2 separate regions of the Gossypium hirsutum genome follow, and region 2 is linked to region 1. The links are chromatin contacts, called in public Hi-C maps. All regions are on one chromosome and are shown on one strand. Each heading gives the region's core, a stretch centred on a gene start, on an enhancer-like site or on the middle of the called end of the contact. The rest is flanking DNA. Distances are from core to core; before and after follow the strand shown.

Region 1 (7,197 bases), core at 2,948-5,447:
GCTGCAGGTGCATCACCAGTAACAATAGAACCCTGCAAAACATATAACTTGGCAGTCTTTTTTTTCCTTTTAATCACGACAATGGAACTTTTGGAAATCTTTAAAACCCCACTTTCAGCTGTGTATCTGTACCCTTTTGAATCAAGAGTACTCAACGAAATTAAATTTCTTTTCAATTCTGGAACATGTCGTACGTCACTAAGTGTTCTGACAACTCCATCAAACATCTTAACTTTAATTATTCCAACACTTGCGAAGCATTATTTCCTATCAAAACAACAACTTCAGACACTGTTTCGTAAGTTGTAAACCAATCCCAATTGGGACTCATGTGGAAGGTGCAGCCTGAATCAAGTATCCACTCCTCGCTCACTTTAGAATTGTTGACTGAAACGACTAGAAGTCCACTATCGTTGTAGTCTTCTACAGCATTAGCTTCACTGAAATTTTCTGGTTGTTTTCCCTTTTGATTCGCAGCCTCCCTTTTAATCTTGTTCTGTAACTTATAGCACTTAGATTTAATGTGCCATTTCTTCTTGCAGAAGTTACAAGTTTTGCCTCTGTTTGAAGACTTTGATCTACCTTTAGATTTACCACGAGGGTTCCGTTCCTGTGTCCTACAATTATCATCAGCATTCTGATCTTGTCTCCCACGAACAATGAGACCTTCTCCCTGAGAGTCGGATTTAACCACAAGATGTTTCATCTTATCATACGAGGCCAAAGAATCATAAATCTCATCAACTGTGAGAGACTCGCGACTATATAAAATCATGTCTCTAAAGGTTGAATAAGACGGGGGCAACGAACAAAATAGAATCAACCCTAGATCTTCCTTATCATACTGAACCTCCATGGCTTCCAAGTTTGAGAGAATTTCTTTAAACACTGTTAAGTATTTGTGTACAGACGCACCTTCCTCCAAACGATGAGCATAAAGACGCTGCTTCATATACAACTTGCTTGTTAGAGTTTTCGACATGCATATTTGCTCTAGCCTCTTCCATAATGCAGCCGTAGTCTTTTTTTTCATCACATCCTGCAAAATTTCATTGGACAAATGCTGATGTAATTGTGTTAATGCCTTTCGATCCTTACGCTTCTTCTCTTCATTTGTTAATGTCGAAGGCATCTTATCTTATCCCTAGTAGGGCATCCTCCAGATCCATCTGAGCAAGAACTGCTTGCATCTTTAATCTGCCACAACGCAAATCTGGTGTTGCAATCCAACAGCAGAATTTCATACTTCAAAGATGTCATTACCGTGATCGAGATGAACAACCCAGAAACTCTGATACCAATTTGTGAAAATAAAATAAAATAAAGAACACATAGATTTTTACGTGAAAACCCTTTTGGGAAAAAATCACGGGTAGATGAGAAGAAAATTCACTATGTCGAATTCGAATGATTACAAGAGGAATAGACTATGTCTATTTATAGGCTTGTAAAGCCATATTCTAGTAAGACTGAAACACCTTATTCTAATCAATATAAAATAGATGAAGTTTAATAAGGTTTAAAAAACCTTATTCTAAAATAAAATAAAAGAAGTGTAGTTTTATATGGATTTTATTTTTATTTTATTTTACCACAGTATTTTATTTAAATAAGGATTCGGGTCATTTAATTCTAACACTAATTCTTATTTCAATGAAAAACCAATTCGCTATGAAAATTTTATATTAATGTGAAATTATTAAATGAAAATTTTAAATGTTGTAAATAATATTGAAGTAATCCAATAAATTGTCTTTATTTAGTCGATAAAAAAGGGTGCTTCATGTTTGTAAGACACATGATGAAGATGTGTATTAGTGAATTTGTATTCATTTAATTCAATCACAAACAAAAAAGACCAACCAATCAACTTTTTAGAGATATAGTCAATATTAGAATACCATAAAATAATATTGTAATTAAGAATATAAGACTACTTCATACTGAAATTGAAAGAGTTTGTTCAGCACTGCAGTCTAAAATTCGAATGTCTTTCGCATCGAATAATCAGTTTATATCTCACAGAGGTAGACTATATCTACAAATTTAAATTTGCATAATTGATTTATTCTCTCATAGCAATTACCAAGTAAAACTTATGTTGCAACACAATGAACTTTCAGTCAGCATGTGCACTTACAAATTAAATTAGGTTTTATACACAATTTGCTTGAATTTTTTCTCTATATACATTATATACTTAAAAGAGCTATTCTGCAAGTTCATTTAATATTATTACTTACTGTATTAAGATATTTTTATTTAAAATGATTACATGCAAAAAATTATCTTTATTATAATAATCAAATTAGAAGTCTTGGTTTTTCCATATCAAACAAGAAATCCCTCTGGTGGAAGAAAGAAAATTTGAGTTTGCAAGGAGCCTAATTTGAGACGAGGGTTGCAATCCTTTTGTTGTATGATCTAGGGGAGCTGAAGCCTATAGCTGTATAGATTTCATCGCCAACAAGGTGAATTGTTCTTGTCGTTAATGAAGCCATTGTCTCTTTATCCAACATCGTGCCTACTGAGTTTCATTGACATTGATGTTCCATTTTTATGCCTTTGCTTTTGGTGTAAGGAAATTGTTCGAGCTTTTGCGGTCAATTGCATCTTCGGTCTGGGTAATTTTAAAAAGTTCCATAATAATCATTAATGATATTAAATTATTATATTCTTGGCGAGTATGACATGTTTATTCAAAATTATAGTTAAATTATCATTTTAATATTTTAAACAAAATTTTAACAAAAATTCTAAATAAATAAAAAATCTTAAAAAATAAATAAAAATATTTAAAAAATTATAAAAATAATTATTAAAAACTCTATTTGGGGAAATTTACTACAAAAACTGATAATTAATGTATTTCTGAAATATTAAGAGATCCATAAACCAAAACAAAGAAAAAAAAATTCAAAATAGTATCTAAAGAATATTAAAAACCCTAAAACTTTTTTTCTCCAAGTCGTTTGATTCTTATCTTTTTGTTTTTAGTGTTAGCCTCTGGACTAGTTACTGCCCGCATTTTTCTTCAGCATATTAACCCTCTTTTCTTTCTTCTTCTCATTCACTCCACACTTGTTCTTTCTTTTCAATATGCAGATCTATTTTATATGTATCTTTGTTGTCTTCACAAATTTTGATAGACAGATGACGGTGCCTATCATCATTGAAACACCACCAATCACTGACAATTTCTTTTAGAAAGTGGGTAGCTCTTCATTGACTTCTTAATTTGTTTCTGTTTTGAGAGTTTCAGAATAATAAATGATTTCATGAGTCGGTTTGGACTTATGTTGTCTTAAATTTTATATGTTTTTTTTCCATTGTTTCATAAATTTTCACTTTTAAGAGTTTTTGTCTACTCTTATAGTATGCTTTTTAGTTTGCTTATGTCTGTAGTCTTGTTTTTGCAAGTGATTTTAGGGTTGGTTTTGTTGCCATCCTCTCTAGTTTGGTAAATGTTCGATTCTTTTGCCGATTTATGCTTGCCGCTTTGGACCATTCGGGGTTGATTTATTATTGTATTAAGTACTTGCAATTACTCCTGATATGTTGTGTTTGAGTTGTGACAGAGTCAATTATCAACGTGCTATAATGTACTATTAATTCTAAAGCTGAAATTTTTATTGTGTTGATGGAACTTGTTCTTTAACATGTACAACGGGTGTTTATTATTTTTTTCCTTGAATTATATAATCTCATTCATTAAATTAATTAATAAATTTCCGAAAGAGAAAAAGGTAAAACAAAATTCAACAAAGGGCCCTCCATCCATAGAATTTACAAAAACAACACAACATGTTGACAGCAAAATTATTTAAAAGAAAAAAGTTTAAAACCACAAAAAGAAAACCCAGGAATTTCCTTCACACCCCAATTCTAAATTCTCTAACTAAAAAAAAAATCAAGGAGGTGCAAAATAAAAATAAAACTTTATTATTGATTCTTGGTCAGAGGCTCAGAGCATGCCTGCTCGACCACTAGAATCAAATTAAATATATATTAATCCAAAATAAATAAATAAATAACGACTTGATAATCAGTAATTTTATTTTTATTAATAAGAAACTCAGTTAAGAAAATAAAGGCAGAGGGAAACAAAAAATCAACAAAATTTGAACAAAAGCACGTGAATTCTAAGTAAAAAAAACTACCACAAAAAAATTTTACTTACAAAATTGAAATAAAAGAACATTCATATGGGTTGAAGGTAGCCAACACAGATCAATGAAAAAATTTTGGGAACAGAAAGAGGGTTAACCTACCATCGATATACCCCAAATTCTTGTATTCTTTCTACATTTAAAATTTAGTCCCTCTATTATTTATATTTTAAAATTTAAATTCAATTTTTAATAATTAATAATTAGACTTAAAATTTTAAATTTAAAAGATTAAATTTTAAAAAATAACTGTAAAAAGACTAAATTTTAAATATGGAAAAAGATTTATTAAAATAAAACAAAGTAGGCAAAATCTTTTTTTTTTAACAGAAAAATTACCCTCGATGATTGAAGACGAAAGAGCCAAACAGAGTAAAAGGGAAAGAGTAGCGGCTGCCAGCCGGTCCTACGAATATTAGAGAAGAAGAGTCCAAATGTTTTTGTAGCAAATTTCCCAGAACAGAAATCTTTAATAAATTTTTATAAAATTTCCTTTCAATTTTAATTGTTTTCAAGATTTTTTAAATAATTTTTAGAATTATAGGTAATAAAAATTTTAAAACTATCAAAATGATATATTAATTATTATTCAGAGCCAATTTAATTATTAATTCTTTGAATTAATGTGTCACGTCATTTCTTTGATATTAATTAATAGAATAGTGGTCAAAATAAATTTAATAGTGAAAATCGTGTGATTAAATCATAATTTTAAATAAAATATAGGGATTTTTAATTTACTTTTTTTTTCTCCTAAAGGAAAAGGAAAATGTCCTTTGAATTTCGTTGGCTTGGGCTTTGTTTTTTACGAGATTCAGCCTTCACTTTTCAGAGTTATAAAGCCCACATATGTTTCCGATGCTTAACTAAGACTTGAAATTACAAAAAGCTTTTGGGACCGTACCAGACTCAATCCTTTATCTAAGTTTTAGGGAGTGATTAAATTATTAGTAAATTTATGTTTTTATTACTTAATTTAAAAAAATTATAAAATTATTACTAAATTATTCAAAAGTTTTCATTTAAGTTATTGGGCTGTTAAAATCGTTGTTATATGACATTCTTTGTTTGTATTACTTGCACCAATCGAAAGCTCACCTTCCCTTTTTCTTCTATAATTCAATTTTTTTTTCATGAATAAGTTTTGAACGCCATGAATCTGTAAATTAAAATTTAAATAACTTCTTTCTTCAATCTCCAACACTAGCTGTCAGATCAACTTGTATATAAGATATATTATTCTACTTGTATATAGGTACTGATCTACTGTATTGATCGTTGAATCGTTGCTTATTTATTATTATTTAATTTAAGTTAAAATTAAATAGAAAAATTAATAATTTAATTTAAGCATAATTAAAATAAATTATTAATTTAATAATTTAGAATTTCATTTTTATATTATGATTTCGATTTTATTATTTTCTTTTCATTTATCATTCAAATTCTATTTATTTCATTCAAGTTACATTATAGATTACAGAAGTTTGACTGACCCCCCTCTAATTTTCCTTTTATTATTTTCATTTTGGCAACTTATAATTCTATATTATTGAATGTGTCTCAAAATCTGAAAAATTCGTGGGAGGGGTCATTTTTGGATCCAGAATGGAGACTTCTTTTTAATGGAAAACTTAACAATCATGTGACTTAATAAAAACTTTAAAGCACTTCAATGACTTAAATGAAAACTTTCAAATAGTTTAGTGACCATTTGTAACTTTTTGAAGTTAAGTGACCAAAACGTAAACTTATTAATAGTTTAGTGACATTGAATGTAGTTTACCCATTTTTTTCTATGAAATAAAAAAAATTTTGTATGCAATTTGTCCTTTTCCAAATCTAAAAAAGAATTGGGTTAAGATATTATTTGGTACTTGAGTTTGACTTTAATGTTTAATTTGGTACCTTTAATTTTTTTTGTCCTAATTTGGTACTTGAATTTGGCTTTAGTGTTTACTTTGGTACATAAATTTGACTTAACTGTTCAATTTGGTACCTAAGCTTCTTTTTTTTTTTCTAAATTAAGTACTTATGTTTTTTTACTAGAGCCATTTGGTCACATAATGCCATTTGGTCGGGTTACCAAATTGAATATTGAAGCAAGACTCAAGTATCAAATTGAGCATTGAAGCTCAACATAGGTACCAAATGGTATATTAATTTGAGAGAAAAATAAGCAAGTAAGAAAGAAAAAGGGAAATGATTAGAAGAGTTTGCGACAATAGGTTTTGGTTTAGACTATGGAGGTGAGAGTCGAACAAATTTTAGATAGAGATGACAAAATTTGAATTGTTTGATGAATTCCATTTCGAATGAAACTACTTTTTTTTCTTGAAAAGTGGATGGGTCGAGGTGGAGTGGATTCAATGGGTATGGAGTAATATGGTAATTGTTTGCCTTATATTGCCCCACTATATGAAATTATCATTTTATCCTTTTATATAACTATTAAAACAATACAAATGTAAAAGAAAATTTATTCTAGGAAGAAATAATATTTGGTAAAGTGTCAGTAGAGTTTTTAGACTCTACAATTAAGGTCAAGGGGTTAAAATATTAAAAAATAAATATGTTTTAAAAAAGGGACATATGACAATTTTTTAACACTGTTTGTGGAATAAAAATACACTGCTAGTGTACAAATACTAACTCTTCTAAGAAAAGCCTTTATGTTTTATGTTTAAATGTTTTTTAAAAAACTATGATGTTTTTTAAAAAATTATGTTTAAATATTTACTTGCTTTTAAAAAGTTAAAAATATTAGAAATAAAAAAAACAAAAATTATATTAAAATAAGACAAAGGTATACATAAATGCCTCCAACATTCATAAAAATCATAATAATTTTTAAAATTATACATCATCATAATAGAATGAAGAAATAATAAATTAAAATGTGTAAAGCGTGTGAAATGTTACAGATTTAACAACATTCATCTCCCATCCCTTTGTTGCCAATCCTATTTCTACAAATATGCTTTGAAAATGTGACCATCAATTAATCTACATCAACATGGCTTGAGGC
Region 2 (7,141 bases), core at 2,446-4,945, 43 kb after region 1:
GAAAAATGCGTCCAACTGAATGTGTTTTCAGTGGATATGACAGGAAAATGCTTCTAACTAAATGTGTTTTCAACTTTGGCCAAATAGTTAAATGTTAGTGCTTTTATCCTTGTGTCTCAGGTTCATTTTGTCTACTACTCACATTTATATTTTTTATTTCATGTTCCTTCAAGCTTTTTAAATTTTTAATTAATTTTTAACATATTAGTTCTTTTGTTAGATGGTTAGATAGTTGCAATTACATCCTTGAGTCTCGAGTTGGATTCCTCTCCTAGATGGTTAGATAATTGCAATTATATCCTTAAGTTTGAAGTTCCATTATTTTTATAAGCATATTAATGTATTTTTTTATTTCATATTGTTTCAAAATTTTTTATTTTTAAATATTTTTTTATTTTTAATTAATATTTTTTTTATTTTTAACTCTTTTATTTATAAAATCAAATTACTATTGCAAATATCATTAATTGAAAGAAAAATAATAATATGCTTATAAAAATAATTAAAAATAAAAAATACATTAATTAAAAATAAAAATATTAATTAAAAATAAAAAAACTTGAAACAATATGAAATGAAAAATACATTAATATGCTTATAAAAATAATGGAACATCATACTCAAGAATGTAATCGCAATTATCTAACCATCTAACGAAAGGAGCTAATATGTTAAAAATATTAATTAATAATAATTATAAGCTTGAAGCAACATAAAATAAAAAATACGAATGTGAGTAGTAGAGGAATCAAACTCGAGACTCAACGATGTAATTACAATTATCTAGCCATCTAACGAAAGGACTAATATGTTAAAAGAACATTAATTAAAATTTTAAAAAACTTGAAGCAACATGAAATAAAAAAATACAAATATGAGTAAGAGAGAAATCGAACTCGAGACTCAATGATGTAATTGGAACTATCTAATCATCTAACAAAAGAACTAATATGTTAAAAAAAATTAATTAAAAATTTAAAAAGCTTGAAGTGACATGAAATAAAAAAAATATAAATATGAGTAAGAGAGAAATTAAAGTCGAGACTCAAGAATAAAAGCACTAAGATTTAACCATCTGGCCAAAACTAAAAGCACATCCAATTGGAAGAATATTTTTGTCATATCTACTAAAAACACGTCCAGTGGAATGGTTTTTTATCTTTTATCTCTCTAAAATCAACCTAATCCAATAAATTTAACAAAAATTGACTTAATCCAATAATTATAATTAAAAAAGATAATTTAGCATGGTGAATCAAGAAAAGTAGAAATGAGCAACCAAAATTATTTTAAACAATATTTTATTAGACCAAACATACATTTATTGTATGTGTTAATTTTCAATAAAATGAAAGATTTTTAATTTCGACTCAAACATAAATAAAAAAAATAATATTATAAATAAATTACATTTAAAATATTAAAATATACTTGATTGCATATTACTATGAAGAATATAAAAGAGTAGATGATGTGGTCCAGTTGGACATCACGTGTCTTTTATTGTCATAGTTTTCCCCCTTATTAGTGAAGTGCATTAAAAAGATATTTATTCCACAAATGTGTTGTTTACCAAACGATTCCAATTATATATTTATTCTTTTTTATTTCTATAATTAAAAATTTATTTTAATAATTATTCCATTTTTACACTTTATCTCAAAATCTCAATCTAAGAAACTAGTCTATTTATTCAAAACAGTTTAAAAAGATATTTTAAGTTTGTCAAAATATGTTTCTATATATAAAGTAAATTAAATTAAAAAGGTATCTAATCTAATTTCTAAAACATTAATTTAAAACTAAAAGAATAACAATTTGAATGAAACTCTTATTATTATTATTATGATTCTAAAACAAAAAACAAGTATCTCAATTACATAGTTTACACCCATCCTTCTCTATTACTACTTACAAAATCATCACTATCAACCACATTCATCCACTACTCTACAACCACATCTCGCCGGATTTTTATGTTTGAATAAAATTTTGGTGAGAAAAATCTCAAACACACAAATAGAATATGAAAGAAACACGATCAATAATTCAAAAAAAAGAAAAAGAAATAGGTATCTATTTATAATAGAAGATTTTTTTAGAATTTTTGGTATATTTTTCAAATAAAATTTTACTCCTATTTATATAAATTTTCATGTCTCTTCATAAAGAAATATTACAATAGGTGTCTTTTTTGAATAATCACATATATAAGAGACATAATTATTCATCTAATATCACTTGATTAAACATAACTATTCAAATAATATTGTTTGAATAGTTATAACTTTTTTGTCAAAAATCAAGTGATATAACTCTTTACCAATAAACAAAAGATATAACTTTTTATTAATTACATGTCACACCTGATATTCATTAAGGTTTGAAAAATTAATGAAGGTTTGGGAGTAAATTGAAAGAGAGAGTGTAACACCCTTAACCCGTCTCCACTACCGGATTAGGGTTACGTAGCATTACCGAACAATTAGAAACATTTAACACCACAATATTTAAGTAAATTAAACATATCATAATCCATTCAATCACATGCATTCCGACCCTAAATCAAGCCCTCGAGGCCCTAAAAATAACTTTGAGACACTTCGAGACTAATCTGAAATAAATAAGAAGCTTTAAGAAAAAGATGTAAAAATTAAAAAACAGGGGTCACACGGCCGAGTACAACACCTCAAGCCATGTAACTTTCAAACAAGGGACACACGGTCGTGCCCCAACCCGTGTCCTCACCCGTGCAACTCACTGAGATGCCCCACACAACCATGTGTCAGGCCGTTTAACTCACTGACTTGAACACTAAGAAACTCCTAGATGACACACAACCATGTGACAACCCATGTCCTTAGCCGTGTGAGCCCAAAATTTACCTAAAATCAAGCCATTTCAAAACCAATTCCTACCTAGCCATTCATACCATTTGGGCACACCTTCAAGGGGTTCAAATATCATCCAAACAAACTTAAACATGCCATTTCAAACAACCTAAATCACCTAACCAATATGTCATTCAAAGGCACCACAATTGTACCAAAACTTCAACTATCAAAACATACCAATATGTTCAATTATGTGCCAACTATGCCATAAATGACCATTTCCAAACTATCATCAACATACCAAGAGTATCTTATTTGCAAGCATTTTAAAGTACCAAAATGACATAACTTACTGAAGTGTTAAGGTTCACCAAACCAAATACAAACTTCAAAACATATATATACAAAAACACCAATAACATATTCACAAGATACTCCTACAAAACATCCTATACAACTATCTATAATCAAAAGATCTTAATCAACTAATACCCCCTAGGTACATGCCAAAAACACAGAAGAGAACATCACTGACATTGAGTATGAGATTCTTGTAGGATGCTGAATCTACATATACTATTTACCTAACTTGAAAATATGAAAACGTAAATTTACCATTTACTATAATTTTACTTAAAAATTTAAACCATATAAAAAATTAATTTAATAAATAACGTAATTCATAACTATAAAAATTGTTGTTATAAAAATTTAAAATAAAATATAAAAAATCGAATCTTCTATTATTATAACGAGTAAAACTTCAAAATGATTAAAGAAAATGGCTAATATACGTTAGTTGGTAATTTAAAATTGAACTTATTTGAACCCTCTGTGTGATTTAGAACGCAGAAATAAATGTTGGAAAGTGAGTAAATAAATGCTGTAGCTGGAGCATTAAATCTCCCCCACCTTCTTTTCCGGTTTCTTTTTCTTTCTCTTTCCTTAATCAAATGGATTCTCTTATTCCTCTCCTCAAATGTCCACCCATTCCCATTCTTCCCCTCTCTATTTCACCAACTTAGGCCTCGGCTACTCCATCGCCATTGCCCTTGGTTTCCTTGTCCTCCTCTCCATCGTCCTCCTCGCTTCCTACATCTGCTGCCGTCCTTCTTCCTCTTTTTCTCCCAACCCTACCCCCGCCTCCGATGGAATCATCCTTCCCCGGGTTGTTTTCGTTGCCGAAGATGAGGACGATGAGAACGTCGTCGTTGGGCTCGATCAAGCCGTTATAAACTCATACCCCAAGTTCCAGTTCACTAAAGAGGCGGCTGCTGTGGGTTCTACTAACGTTAACACGACGTGTTCGATTTGTTTATGCGAGTATAGGGATTTGGAGATGTTGAAGATGATGCCTGAGTGTAGGCATTATTTCCATGTTTCTTGTCTGGATGCTTGGTTGAAACTTAATGGGTCTTGTCCCATTTGTCGGAACTCGCCGCTTCCAACTCCGCTTTCTACGCCTTTGTCGGAAATCGTGCCTTTGTCTCAGCACGCTGCGGACCGGAGGAGGATGAGGTGACTTTTTTTGTTTTTTAAATAAATCTCAGTTTCGATGGAGGTTGGTCAATGGGTTGTGATTTTGATTGTTTAGGGGAGAAGAGGCTCAGTTCTGAGCATGAAATCAATTAGAAAGCCATGGAATTCATTTCTCCTCACTTATTTTTGAAATTTGTACCAAATTTTGTAAACACTAACTTAAAATTTTTTTTCATGGGAACGGTATCTTGTTTCAGTCTTTTCAAATGTTATGGTCCTATTAGTTTTTTATACTGTACATAAAACTGCCAACGAAGGAAGTGCAGTTTACTTTACTATTGGGTTGTGAAGTGCCGAGCCAATTTTGTTAATGGTGATGATTGGAAAGTAGTGCCTGCCTGCCGTTACCCGTTACTGAGTCCATGTTGACGCTTCGCAATGTTCGATGGAATGCATCCGGAATTTCGGATGCAAGAAGTTAACAACTTCACTTCTCCGCCAAACAATGGCATTGTCTCTCAAATTGCATTTTAGTCTCCATAATGAAAGACTAAAAAAAAAAAAAAGCCCCAACTATTTTATAGATTAGATGAAAGAACAAAATATTTCGTTTGTTGAAATTGTGCAATTAAATATTTATTTATATATAAGGTATAAAAATTTTAATTTCTGACTTTTAAATCTTCATTCAATTTGGCATCTATTGTTTTTATTTGGAGTCAATTGGCAGTCAAATTTTCATAAGGTAAGTTGGGTTAACAAATAATTTAAAATTTATTTAAATTATAAATAAACAGTATAATTGTAAAATTTATAAAAAAAATTCAAAATTAAAAAAATATAAAAATATTAATTATTAAAGGAAAATTTTACTTGTATCAGTGTAAAACTCAACGATCCAATCGTCAATTTTATATTCTTTTTATATAGATAATGTGTGTCAAATTTAATAAAAATTAAAAATTTCTAACTATTTTTTTATTTTAAAAAAATTCTAACCATTTAATAAATATTTATATATAATTTTAGATCGATATGATAGAGATATCATATTGATTCAAAATTTTATGTACTTGACAAGTATAATTATATCGGTAAATTTAAAAATTAGATCATTAAAATATTAAAGGTACAAAGAAGTACGCAAGGTTGTAAGTAGATCCTTCATCAAAATATTGTAAACACTTTCAAATTTTCAATAAAATTTTTACACATTTAAAAAATGAAAAAGAATTTAATTTTTTTAAAAATTAAATTTTAAAAATTTCCAAATAATTTTGAAAAAAAATTGAAAATTCTTTAAAATTCAAAACAAAAATAACAAAACCTTTAAAATCAACTTAATTATGAAAATAGTATTAAAATATTAATGACTCTTTACCTTCTTTTCATATTTCTAATAAAGACATTAATTTTTATAAAAAATAATACTTTTTTTTTTCCATTTTTTAAGTTTGATTATTTTTCATAATTTTTTAATTTTATAAAATTTTAGAGATCTTATTGAAAATTCGAAAAAAAAGTTCTATAATTTGTAATGTATTTTTACGTATTATTTATTAAAATTTGAATAACTTTTTCATAATTTTTGAAATTAAAAAAAATAGAATTTTAAAGATTTTTTGTCGAAAATTTGAAAAACTTTTAGAATTTGTCAAGCTTATTATTATTATTATTATTATTATTATTATTATTATTTTCAAATTTAAAAGCTAAAAGTTATAGCTTTGAAAAAAAATTATATTTTTTATTTTTTAAAATAAAAATAAAAATCTTTGTCATTTCTATTTTTTTAAAATCTTAGAATTTCTTATTGAAAAATAATACTGTTATAATACTAATTTTGCCCCTTCCTCTAATATCAACATTTTTCAATAGGGAGTCAATATGCAATTTAAGGTATGGTATAGGGACTGTTATAGAACTTTTATCACCAATCAGATTCATCAACAGCTAGAATCAGAACCCCAAAAGTCTAGCAGAACAAAAGAAAGATACAAGAATTCCAATTTCCATGTTTATGTATTTGTTTTGATAACATTTAAAGGCTAATTCAACCATATTGATGACATGAATATAAAATAAAATAAAATAAAAACTTGAATTAAATGATGAATTATGTTCTTTGGGTTTTTATTTTTATTTTTTTGAATTACAATAATAGTGTAAAGCCCGAATAACAAATACGGTTAGCGTGACTCGAATTCAGATCACACCTAAAGCAGTAAACACTCTTGACCATATGCAATCATATGAGGTTTTTTATTTTGGTAAAAAAAAAGCCTAAAAATTACAAGAATAACATTTAATCAAAAGAACCGCTTGAAAGCTTATTCCTATCAATTAAAACGTGAGCCATCTCGGGTGGGATGTCGAAGACTTGCATGCTTCCTTTCTCAGTCAAAGCTTGTTTCGCTAAACAATCCGCAACTTGATTTTGTTCCCTCGGGATATACTGCAGAAACCATTGTTCTTCTGGAGCTATAATATTAAGAATTCGCCTAATTAATGCTGAATTAGAGACTGTTGAATAACTACCTAGGATGCCTTTTAACAACTTTCAAGCTATCAGAGTGAATGATAACATGATCATAGTCCAAACGTTGAATTAGTTTAAGACCTTCAAGAATACCCCACAATTCTGCATTGAAAACCGAACATTTTCCAAGAAAGCGATGGAAGCCAATGATCTATTGTCCCTCCTTATTGCGAAGAACTCCCCCAGCTGCAACGAGTCCAGAGTCCAATTGCATTGCCCCATCAATAAAAAGATGAACTTGTTCTTCAAAGTTTAAAGCTTCACCAGATTGATCAAGGTATCCAGAAGG

Evidence for each region. Hi-C and Micro-C count contacts between places; a contact is called where the count stands out from the background.
Region 2: a Hi-C map of petal shows a contact between it and region 1, with 2.0 times the contacts expected there. The contact joins the promoter of LOC107955263 here to the enhancer-like site in region 1. A contact is called at or near these places in 8 of 34 Hi-C or Micro-C datasets (fibers, hypocotyl, leaf and 2 more).

Annotation. Positions count from the first base shown.
Region 1 is chrA07:31,674,829-31,682,025 of Gossypium_hirsutum_v2.1, forward strand. No RefSeq gene overlaps it. Among protein-coding and RNA genes, the nearest start is that of LOC107955261, 22 kb to the left of the region's middle. Within about 2 kb of position 4,198, at least 2 of the 9 cell types and tissues checked have an H3K27ac peak or open chromatin away from gene starts, as enhancers often do. A contact at or near this core is called in fibers, where this site is marked.
Region 2 is chrA07:31,718,038-31,725,178 of Gossypium_hirsutum_v2.1, forward strand. LOC107955263 (RING-H2 finger protein ATL67) reads left to right here and starts at 3,696. Exons shown (of 1, transcript XM_016891006.2): 1 at 3,696-4,648. The coding sequence starts at 3,814. The coding sequence ends at 4,356.